2 separate regions of the Zea mays genome follow, and region 2 is linked to region 1. A link is a contact called in public Hi-C data. All regions are on one chromosome and are shown on one strand. The core of a region is the stretch at or near the end of the contact, and the rest is flanking DNA. Distances in the headings are between cores, read along the strand shown. Region 1 holds the start of LOC103630655 (type IV inositol polyphosphate 5-phosphatase 3). Region 2 holds the start of LOC100191976.

Evidence for each region. Hi-C and Micro-C count contacts between places; a contact is called where the count stands out from the background.
Region 2: a contact with region 1 is called in a Hi-C map of endosperm, with 2.1 times the contacts expected there. The contact joins the promoter of LOC100191976 here to the promoter of LOC103630655 in region 1. A contact is called at or near these places in 2 of 25 Hi-C or Micro-C datasets (ear and endosperm).

Annotation. Positions count from the first base shown.
Region 1 is chr6:172,680,517-172,685,851 of Zm-B73-REFERENCE-NAM-5.0, reverse strand. LOC103630655 (type IV inositol polyphosphate 5-phosphatase 3) reads left to right here and starts at 3,227. Exons shown (of 10, transcript XM_008651700.4): 1 at 3,227-3,690; 2 at 3,803-3,983; 3 at 4,940-5,011. The coding sequence starts at 3,568. LOC103630656 (type IV inositol polyphosphate 5-phosphatase 3) reads left to right here. Exons shown (of 8, transcript XM_008651703.3): 3 at 160-267; 4 at 670-1,153; 5 at 1,473-1,657; 6 at 1,770-1,878; 7 at 1,953-2,095; 8 at 2,172-2,667. The coding sequence ends at 2,394.
Region 2 is chr6:172,941,260-172,946,409 of Zm-B73-REFERENCE-NAM-5.0, reverse strand. LOC100191976 reads left to right here and starts at 3,353. Exons shown (of 1, transcript NM_001137400.2): 1 at 3,353-4,256. The coding sequence starts at 3,387. The coding sequence ends at 4,049. LOC100193220 reads left to right here. Exons shown (of 15, transcript NM_001309870.1): 13 at 418-528; 14 at 707-786; 15 at 891-1,328. The coding sequence ends at 1,029.

The DNA.
Region 1 (5,335 bases), core at 1,978-4,477:
ATGTCACAGAAACAGCAATCGCACTCAGCTGCTACTTGTTGGCTAGCTCAAATATACGTATAGTATAAAAGCATGCTACTTAATTATTATTCAGTAATTTGTAATTTGTAATTTGGAGTGATGTTCTGTCATCTAATCCGCAAAGTTTTGGTAATGCAGGGTCTGCGCAGGAACATGGAACGTTGGAGGCATATGTCCACCCAATGACTTGGATATTGAAGAATGGCTGGATATAGATGATGAACCAGCTGATATTTATGTTCTCGGGTAATTTTTCTCTCAGATAAACCTTTTTTTCTCTCTTTCGGGTGGGTTATACTTAAACATGCCGCCGACTTCTAAAGGGAAAAAATCAATAACGTAAACCTTTTATATATATTTTTTGCAAGAAAATTGTCCACGTACATATTTATTTTTGAAGAAATTATGCCTTCTCAATTGAAATTCATTTACCAAACAGATGCAGCTGGACAAGTATATTAAAGGTGGCAGTTAAGAGAGCTGTTACTCATATACTGTAGGCCCACATGCTATTTGGTTATGAAATTTGACACTACCTTTTTATTTTTGAATCAACATTAAAAAGATGCAGAACTGCTTCAATTACTAATATTCCTTACAAATTAAAAAAAAGCTCCATTTACCATGAAAACTGCCGCTACCTTTCAGATTTCAAGAGATTATCCCACTGGAAGTCGGGTATATGATTGGAACTGAAGACACTCGTCCGGTCGCAGTATGGGAGCATATCATCCACGAAACTTTGAACAAGAAGTGTCCGGATAAATCGAAGTCCAAACGCCACAGTGACTCTCCCCCGCCAGCAAGGTTTAATCCATTAGACTATGTTCTTGCCGTGGAGAATGAGTTGCATAACGAATCCAACAGTGATAGCGATGGGGAGCTTCATCGGCTGCACAATGCAGAATCATCCGATTCAGCTCGACGCCGTCTCCGGCCATTGGATTTAGCCTGTGGCGTTCACAATTATAATGGGGATAAAAGGAAAAGGCTGCAGTATGTACGGGTAATAAGCAAGCAAATGGTAGGAGTGTTTCTTTCGGTATGGGTCCAGAGAAGCCTGCAGAAGCACATCCAGAATCTGAGAGTGTCAACTGTCGGTGTAGGTACAAGGGGTTTTATTGGTAACAAGGCAAGTGACAAAAATTTATGTCTTTTATTACTCATGCAGATTTAGGTTACAACAATAATTGTATCATACTTGGAATCCTAAAATGTTGCTTGCCACATTGCCCACAGCGATTTTAAATATCTCTTCTGAGAACTGGAGTTAAAACAAATGCATGTTTTGATGATACCATACTTTCAAGAATCATGAAAAGAGAGAAATTTTGTTTATTTCCTTAAAAGTTAACCTGCTTAGTATTGCATTCGTGGTGGACATACTTGTTTAAATTTGTTTGTATAAAAGTAAAGCACATGCTAACATTTGTTCCTTCAACATGCTTCAGGGATCAGTATCAGTCAGCATGACTATGCATGAAACTCATTTCTGCTTTGTATGTTGCCACCTGGCCTCTGGTGAGAAAAACGGCGACGAACTAAAGAGAAATGCAAATGTTGAAGAAATCAATAGAAGGACTGTTTTTAACCCAGTTCATACGATAGGTGTGCCCCAGAGAATACATGACCATGAGTGAGTTAATACGCGTCTTCAATATTTTGCGCTACGCTCCAATACGCACTTAGGAATCAACAATTCCCAATGGCTTCTATATTAAATAAATGTGTCTCCTTAAAATTTTCAGAAGGATTACACTGCTAGGGGATCTCAACTATCGACTCAATTTATCGTATGAGACTACGCATGAACTTATCTCCAAACAGGACTGGGATGGATTGTTTAAGATGGATCAGGTAATTTAGATATCCTAATACTTCCCAATATATACTTGCACAGAGTTTCCAGCTCATCCTTCTCTCTGTGACAGCTGAAAAAGGAACTAGGTAAAGGGTGCACATTTGATGGTTGGGTTGAAGGGCCTATCACCTTCCCCCCAACGTATAAATACGAGTTTAACTCAGAAAAATATGTAAGTGACGCGACGAAATCTGGGAGAAGAACACCCGCATGGTATGCTCCACTAGACATCAAACTTGAGATATGTCTATGGAAATAAGGAAATTAACATCTTCACCTGCTTGTATAGGTGTGACCGCATCCTCTCGTATGGGGAGGGGACAAGGCTACTTTCATACAACAGGGCGGAGCTTATATTATCTGATCATCGACCGGTGACTGCAGTTTATATGGCAGATGTTGAAATTGTCTGCCCCAGGAGGCTGCAAAGAGCTCTAACATTCAGCAACGCAGAGGCTGAGGATCACCTGTTGTCTAGGAAGGAAGCACACCTTGAACCTAAGACCAATTAACCATGAGCCAGGCAATTTCCTAGCTCGACGCAATGCAATGCTGATCCTTGATTTCTGAATCTGTTAGAAAGATTCAATTGCACAGCATAGATTAGTAGTAGTAGTAGGATGTGCATTTCCATCCTTGCAACAACCTTATTTGATCAAGGGTATAGTATTTGTGAGTTGTGAGACCATGATTACAGACTCCTTTTGAGTCATTGTATCTGTATCCTTGCCATTACCGTATTACGATGCCATTGGTTTGAGTAAACAATCATTAAATTCTTTGAAGATTGATCGAAGTCATACGACAGGCTGATCAGCGTCTAGTTTTATTTTCAAAAATAAAAACAACAACTCATTGCTACTTTGTATGAGGCTAAATATGTCCTTTAATAATAACTATAAGATTAAAACAAACTTTTCAAACAGCATGATTTTTTATTTTAAATTAAATATATTTTAGAAATCTTTAGAGATTAATGACGACATCTTTATATATTAAAGGCTTGGCCCTAATTTGACAGGCTATCCACGTCGTCTATTAAAGTTATGCTTGCTTGCAATAACAGAACGAGTTTGGATGAGATAATCCTTTAGAAAATATTGTTTAATTTGGAGTCAAGTGTTGTGACAGAACCATTCCTGTTGTCTGTTAGAGTGGATGTGTCGTCGTCGAGTGCCTCGTTACCGACCATGGCTGGCTTATGGATGCCGTCGAGCTTAAGGATGATATGCTCGACTTTAGATTAGGTCTTCTTTATAACAAAGGAAAATTTTCTGAATCCTACGTGAAATAAATTCTGTTAAATTTTTATGACATTTCTGTGTTCTAAAGGACCCCTCATTGGGCCACATCCCAAAATCGACGATAAGGTTTGGGGTCGAGAGCTACGATGAGATGGTTGATGTACTTCAGCAGAATGAGAAGTTAGAGGATGCACTTAAGCTGTTCGATAGAATGATGTAGGAGCACGACCCTCCACCTCCACTGCGTCCGCGCGCGCCAGCGCAAAGAACTTTCGAACAGCAGAGACGCCAACCGAGCCCCACCACGGTTCTTGAAGATAGACTGGTCGGTCTATTTCTTGGCTTTCTAGACTAGAAAAGGGAATCCAACTAGCCAAGGTCCAAGTGACCATCACGTTTCAGTTTCATTCTCTGGGTAGGGGAGCTGCTGCAGCCGTGTGTATGGCGTCCTCTTCCTCCTCCCTGACGCGGTTATTTATCCCGCCTCACCGAGCGCACCATGAGGCAGCCATGGCCGCTTCGGCCGGCGCCTCTCTGCGTAACGGCGGCGGGATGCAGATGCTGGTAGTTGTCTAATGCCCGGAGCTTCTTCGCTTAAGTTCTTCAACCAGCTGTTTCTAGGATCAAATTTCTGATCCTTTTTGCTGTTCTTGTCTCTGTTTTGCGCGAGACGAAGGATCTTGTGATGCAGAGGTGGGCCGAGATGGTGTTGTGCTGCGGCGCGGATTGGAATTGCGTGTCGCAGCTGTGGAACAGGGTGGTGCTGCGCAAGTGGCTAAACATCGGCGCGGGGTCCGGGGATTCCGACTTCAGCGCCGACGAGCACGATACCTCGGAGGGCGAGACCGACCGCGAAGGTTACTTCACTCTTCCCTTCTCCTCCGCCCTTTCTGTTTCTTGAGCGGAATGTTCTGAATTTCTGAATCGATCTGGTTGCTCAAGCTTGCTCTTGTTTGGATTGAAATTATGGAGATTTGGTCTGGAAGTTTGAGAGGTAGGCGTTGACGGTTATGCAGAGCTAACAACACAATGTGCAGTGGAAGTTCTTTCTTGTACGCTACCGTTTGGGTTATGGTGGTTTCTTTTTCTCTACTTCTTTACAACTGGATTAGAAAATTGTCATCTTCAATAATTGGTCAGCTCACGCTGGATTGCATTGCTTGTTTGATGATTGCTTCATTAGGTTACTGTATTTGTTCATTATTTGCAACATGTTTTTATATGGTATGGATGTTTGATCATTTGGCTGAGAATGACCGTTGTGACGTGCGCGGCTAGCGGCTAGGACTTTCTTGGGACCAGATATTTCTTTTGGTACATTCGAATATTCGACCTTCTTTAAGGAAACCAAGAAGGCTATTAAGGGGGTGTTTTGTTTTAGGGACTAATTTTTAGTCCCTCCATTTTATTCCACTTTAGTTCCTAAATTGTTAAATACGGAAACTAAAATAGAGTTATAGTTTCCGTATTTAGCAATTTATGAACTAAAGTGAAATAAAATGGAGGGACTAGTAACCAAACACTCCCTAAGTTCACTATTGCCTCTAAAGGTAACTTTTGGCTGTTCTTTTCATCTTTTGGAAAGAAATAGAATATCAGGAATGTTGATGTGAGCATCTTCTAGTTGACTTCACTATCTAATGGTTGTTGTGCCCCACGTTCTATGAGCTATATATATTTTTCTCTTTATCGAAAGAAAATCTGCAATACATTTGTATTTTCGCTTTTCCTTAGCTTAACTTTTTTGTGAAGATCTGTGTGGATTGTTTTAATGATAAATTGTAATTCCTGTGTTTTCATGTCATTTGTGCAGGCATGTCTGGTTTGAATCATGCCCTATGTAACGAAGAAAGGATATTAGGTGGATTGGGTGCAAGCACGACTGGTAATTTATGAGCGTATAATGTTTATTTTCCTAAGTAAAGGATAAACATGCAGAAGTTAGTGTCTAATAATCATATCATGTTTCCCTTTATGTATATTCATCTGTGAGTTGGGTTTAGTTGACTTGTAGACAAGGAAGTAGGCACACAGTAATGCTGGCGAAATATTTACCTGGACATAGAAGTTGCTAGTTTAATTATGCAGAGGCAACAGAGTTATTTGCAGTTTATTTACCAAATGGGCAGCTCCTGTGGCCTCAGTTTGGTCCCCAACTTCTTAATGATCCTTCTGAAAATAATTGAAGCTTATAGGATTCTGAAATTAC
Region 2 (5,150 bases), core at 2,104-4,603, 260 kb before region 1:
GTCCTTGGAGTTAATTCATGGCTTTATTTTGTTCTAAGCAGTAAGATGCAATGATGCATAGAACTTCGGAAAAGGAAATTACTTGATGCCTGGCATTCGTATGAGACTAGTATGAATCCAGTATAGCAATTATTAACCCCTTCCTGAAACATCTACGAGATGGAAAAATGTTAACGACTACAGAAAGGGCATAGTTTATTTGTTTCGGACTGCAACATGTACCTATAGTTTTTTTTTCTACATTCAATTCAAAGCTGCATGCGCATTTTTTAAACCAGTCTTTGTTGTCGTCCTTATCACCCATACTAACAGTTGCTTTGTCAGGAGTTAATCACATGTTTCTATGTTGTTGACCTCTTCTATTAGATCTGCTTAATCTTAATGATTAAACTGTCCTATTCTGATTCCACAACCCAGGTAGTCACAGAATACTCTGAGGATCAGCTTGAGTTGGTCTTAGAAGCCTGCGAAAGGATGAATGCGCATCTGACAGCTGCAGTTGTCTCAAACGACCCGCTATTCCTGCAGGCAAGTCGGTTCAACTCTCTGCAAGTTTGTTTAGCCCCGCATTTCTCACATGGAACTTAGTTTGATAAAGTCAGGGTTTCTTCAGCATGATCTCAGGATCCCCCCCAAAAGCATCGCTGTCAGTAACCAAACACTTGAATGACTTCCGAACGTTTTCCTTATCTTGGTTTATTTTCAGGATGTACTTGGGAGATCCGTTAACGGGACAACCTACGCCGGAATTCGAGCGAGGACCACGGGCGCTCCACAGAACCACTGGTGAGCCAGGACCCAAAAATTCAGCTTGGCATGCACGGTTACAAGTAGGCATACATGAAACTATATACGGCAACGTAACATTTCCGTCCCACTGCAAAATCCAGGTTTGGCCCGGCCGGTGATCCGCGAGGCGCAGGGATCGGGACTCCGGAAGCCATCAAACTTGTCTGGTCCTGCCACAGGGAAGTCATATATGACGTCGGGCCCGTGCCCGAGAGCTGGGCGCTTCCTTCCGCGACCTGATTAGCTAGACGAGGATAGACTATTCCATGTCATCACGAGAAATAAAAGGGGAAGATAAGCGAAGCCAGCAGGACTGGAGCGACCGACCGAGAGCGAGTGGCTGCATGCCTAGGCATTCATTCTCTGCACGCAACTGCACTTTCAACCCTGGAGAAAACATAATAAATGCTCGTTCCCCTGTACTTGAGATACATGGTACTTGGACCGGAACGTCGGACAACTCGTCTGTTCGCAGCTGCACTGGGTTATCTTCTTAGGCCTTATTTGTTTATTATATATTCTAACAAATTTTATATTAACACTTAGTTTAAAATTTGTTAGATTATATAATCTAAATAGATTATAATTTTAAACAAACACCGCCTTAGATAATTATATAATCTAGCTTATAGATTATATAAGCAAATGTTGATCTGCTTATGGATTATTATAATCTAGGTATCTAGATTATATAATCCAACTAATAATCAATATTGTTTTTTTATCTCTTTAACTTATTTTAAGCTAGATTACATAATCTAGAGAGTAAACAAACATGACCTTAATTCTTTGGACTGAAACTTTGTAACTACCTCTCTTTGAGTTACTGCAGCTCGCCCCGACAACTGAGGAATATTTCACCATGTATGATGTGACACTCAGGTGTGCCATTTGGTTCACGAATTGTAACGTAAATGACAACGATAATAATTCACAATCAAGTGACAGCGGAAGTTTAAATAGATTAGCATAGTTTTTAGTATGATATCTGATTACAGTTAGACTTAAACAAACATGATTTAACGTTATATGTTGTCTATCCCATTACAATTATGTGAACCAAATAGCACCTCAGTTGCAATCAAAATTCCTTTTGTTATCTGTTGCATGATTGGTTTGATCGCGACCAACATAAAAATCTCCTTCGTCAACCCTTCAACATTCGCCTGCAGACCTCTATCGGCATACTCCTCAAAATTTCCATGCACCTTATCTAGTTCCAGACAGGAAGTCATAGGTAGAATGTTCAAACACCCATATTGGGTAAACCAAATGTGGTAAATAAGGACATAATTGCTTTCACTCAACAGTGGGAGGTCTTTACCTTGTTAATTATTTCTCACAATGCTTTCTCAATGGAATCATTATGGATTTTTTTAAAATACGTAAGGTGGTGAAATATCGAGAGCTTGTACTTAGCATAATGCACCCACTGGTACATACTATGTTCCTATATTGGTAAGGTAGACTAAATTCGATTTTTGATATATTTTAATTATAAGTCCTAGTGGACTTAGTATTCTGAATCAAAACATAAATGATAGCATACATGTGTACAAATGAAGTCACTCTGTGACTTGAAATAGTAAAATCAATTATGGTACAACTAGTGAATTCCTTTCACTAAAGGATGTCTCCCATCTTGATGATTGCACCTATATGTTTATAATGAAATCCAGCTGGATTTTATACATCTCCCATATGATGCATATCAAAACAGGTAGTTATCATATAAGATAAAACATTTAGGTAAAACCAAATTATGCTTAAGCCTATAACTTAAGAACTTACATCAGTCCTCCAACACTCAATTGATATTGTATATCGATATCCAAATCTACTGTCGACACAGATGGTCATTCAATCTCTAAATTAAATATGGATTAGTCGTTGCACTTGCAGCCTTTCTGGGTAGGGATGTTCCTAAGCCTTTCTGGGTAGAGATGTTCCTAAAACGTTTGAATTATGTGACAAATCTAATATTTTAACCTAGATATGCATAGAATTTTGTGCTAAATTTTAGTTATGTTATTGGAAATATTATGAAGGGCAAAAATAATTTTTTTGTGTGCATCCGAATTGAGGGCACCGAAAAAGGATGAAAAACATTTGAATCTGAATTTGTATCTGTATTCAAATTTTATATGAATCATTTAAAAAGATATAGAATAATTTGAGGTTTACTTTTTATAAATATTATTACTCTCAATGTAAAAAACAAGAACATAAATTTATATAGCAAATTCTATGTGCTATTTGTTCACCATTGAAGAAAAAAAACAAAAAAAAACATCTGAATAAGTATCCATTCCGGGCTCACCGATTCAGCACGTGATGCGTTTGCGGGTTGCGCGGACGTGGGGCGGGTTATTAGCCGCCTCTGTCATCCCCGATTATTGTGTGCTAGTGGTGATTATATTATATTATTATAGACAGTTCTGGATCGATATACGCCGCCGGGCAGTTAGCTAGCCGCCGGGGCAAAGAACAGGTGAACACGCCACACTCCTAGTCCTAGTATATATATACCTAGTATGTAGTACCAAATTAACATCGTCAGAGACACGCGTCCAAACATACAGCTAGATAGCCTCTGCATGCCTACGTACAGCATGGCCAAGGCCGAGCTGCTCCTCGCCCTCGTGGCTTCGCTCGTCGTGCTGCCATTCTCCTCCCTCGCCGTGTACCAGGACTTCTGCATCGCCGACCTATCCGCCGCCGCCACGCCGGGCGGCTACCCGTGCAAGCCCCCGAAGGACGTGACCGCCGACGACTTCCACTATGGCGGCCTCGCCACCCCCGGCACGGCGCTGAAACCCTTCAAGATCTCCCTGGGCTCGGCCGTCGTCACCACGTTCCCCGGCCTGAACGGGCTGGGCATCTCTGCCGCGCGGATGGTGATGGTCCCGGGCGGCGTCGCGCCGCTGCACTCCCACCCGGGAGGCACCGAGCTCATCTTCGTCATCGAGGGCAGCGTCGTCTGCGGCTTCATCAGCGCCACGCTCAACAGGGTGTACACCAAGACGCTGTACGCCGGCGACCTGATGGTGCTCCCGCAGGGCCAGCTCCACTTCCAGTACAGCCACGGCAACACCACGGCGGTGACGCTGTCCTCGTTCAGCAGCGACAACCCCGGCCTGCAGATCCTCGACTTCGCGCTCTTCGCCAACGACCTGCCCACGGAGGTCGTGAACAAGGTGACCAACCTGGACGAACTGCAGATCGTCAAGCTCAAGGCGCTGTTCGGAGGGAGGGGCTAGACGCATATGTACTCCGTATATAGGAACAGTCAACGGTGTTGATCATTGAATTGTGTGTATTATTCTATACTTGTGATGGATGTTTGTCTTGTCATTCTATAAAATAAATTGTAACGCGCGCAGCAGGCGTGAGAGCGAATGTAGCTGCCACATTTGATGTACTAATATTTACATCTCCATTGTTGATAATAATACATTATTGGCCCTAGTTTGTCAACCCTATTTTTAAAGAAATTTAGATAAATTGTTGAGAATCGCTTGTAAAAATGAAGTTGTCGAACTAGTCATTAAAGTTAATGGATTTCTTTGAGAAGAACCATTCCAACTTCTTCAGCGTAACTCTGCCCGTCAAATCACCTAGGCAAAGACTGACATCTAAGAGAATGATAAATTAGACAAGCAAACTAAATCTATTTCTAATTTAACATCTAGCTAGTTTTAAAACCTATGTAAAAAATAATCGATCTAGACTCTGACGACACCACCAACGACTAGTACAAGTAAATTGTTGCTTTTGTCATTACATAGCAAATTTTTATCCTCATAGAAACAATTACAAATTGTTAATTATCTTAATGGCTTTGTCTAATGAGTAGTAACCGAAAGTTATAGGTTATGTCTAAAAATCACAATGCAATAACTGTTTAACTGTCGTCTGAAAGTGAAAGGAAATATAAATTCAGACACCTGAGTTTTAGCAAGTCCTGTATATTTTTTACGACGAAATAAAAAGGAAAAAAGAACTGATTCGATGTCTCCATTAACTAGTAGCCCCAAAGCTGCATCTAACGTCAGATGCTCAAGACACTGCACATGCGTCATCAAAACGGGAGATGGGAAGTAAGAATTGGGCGTGTTTTGGGGAACAAGTACCTCTACCTGTTCCGTTCCAGTCACTCAAGAAGAAGGCGCCCGCGTATACACGACATCGCGGCGATAGAGTAGAAAGGCGTGAACGCGGTCGCCAACTTCGACGTGAGATCCTAACGTCACATGGCTGAAAGTGGCTGAAACCAAGTTCACATATTTGTAACGTAATGGGTAACTGATAACGTTAAATCATGTTTGTTTTAGTTCAACCGTAATTATATACCACACTAA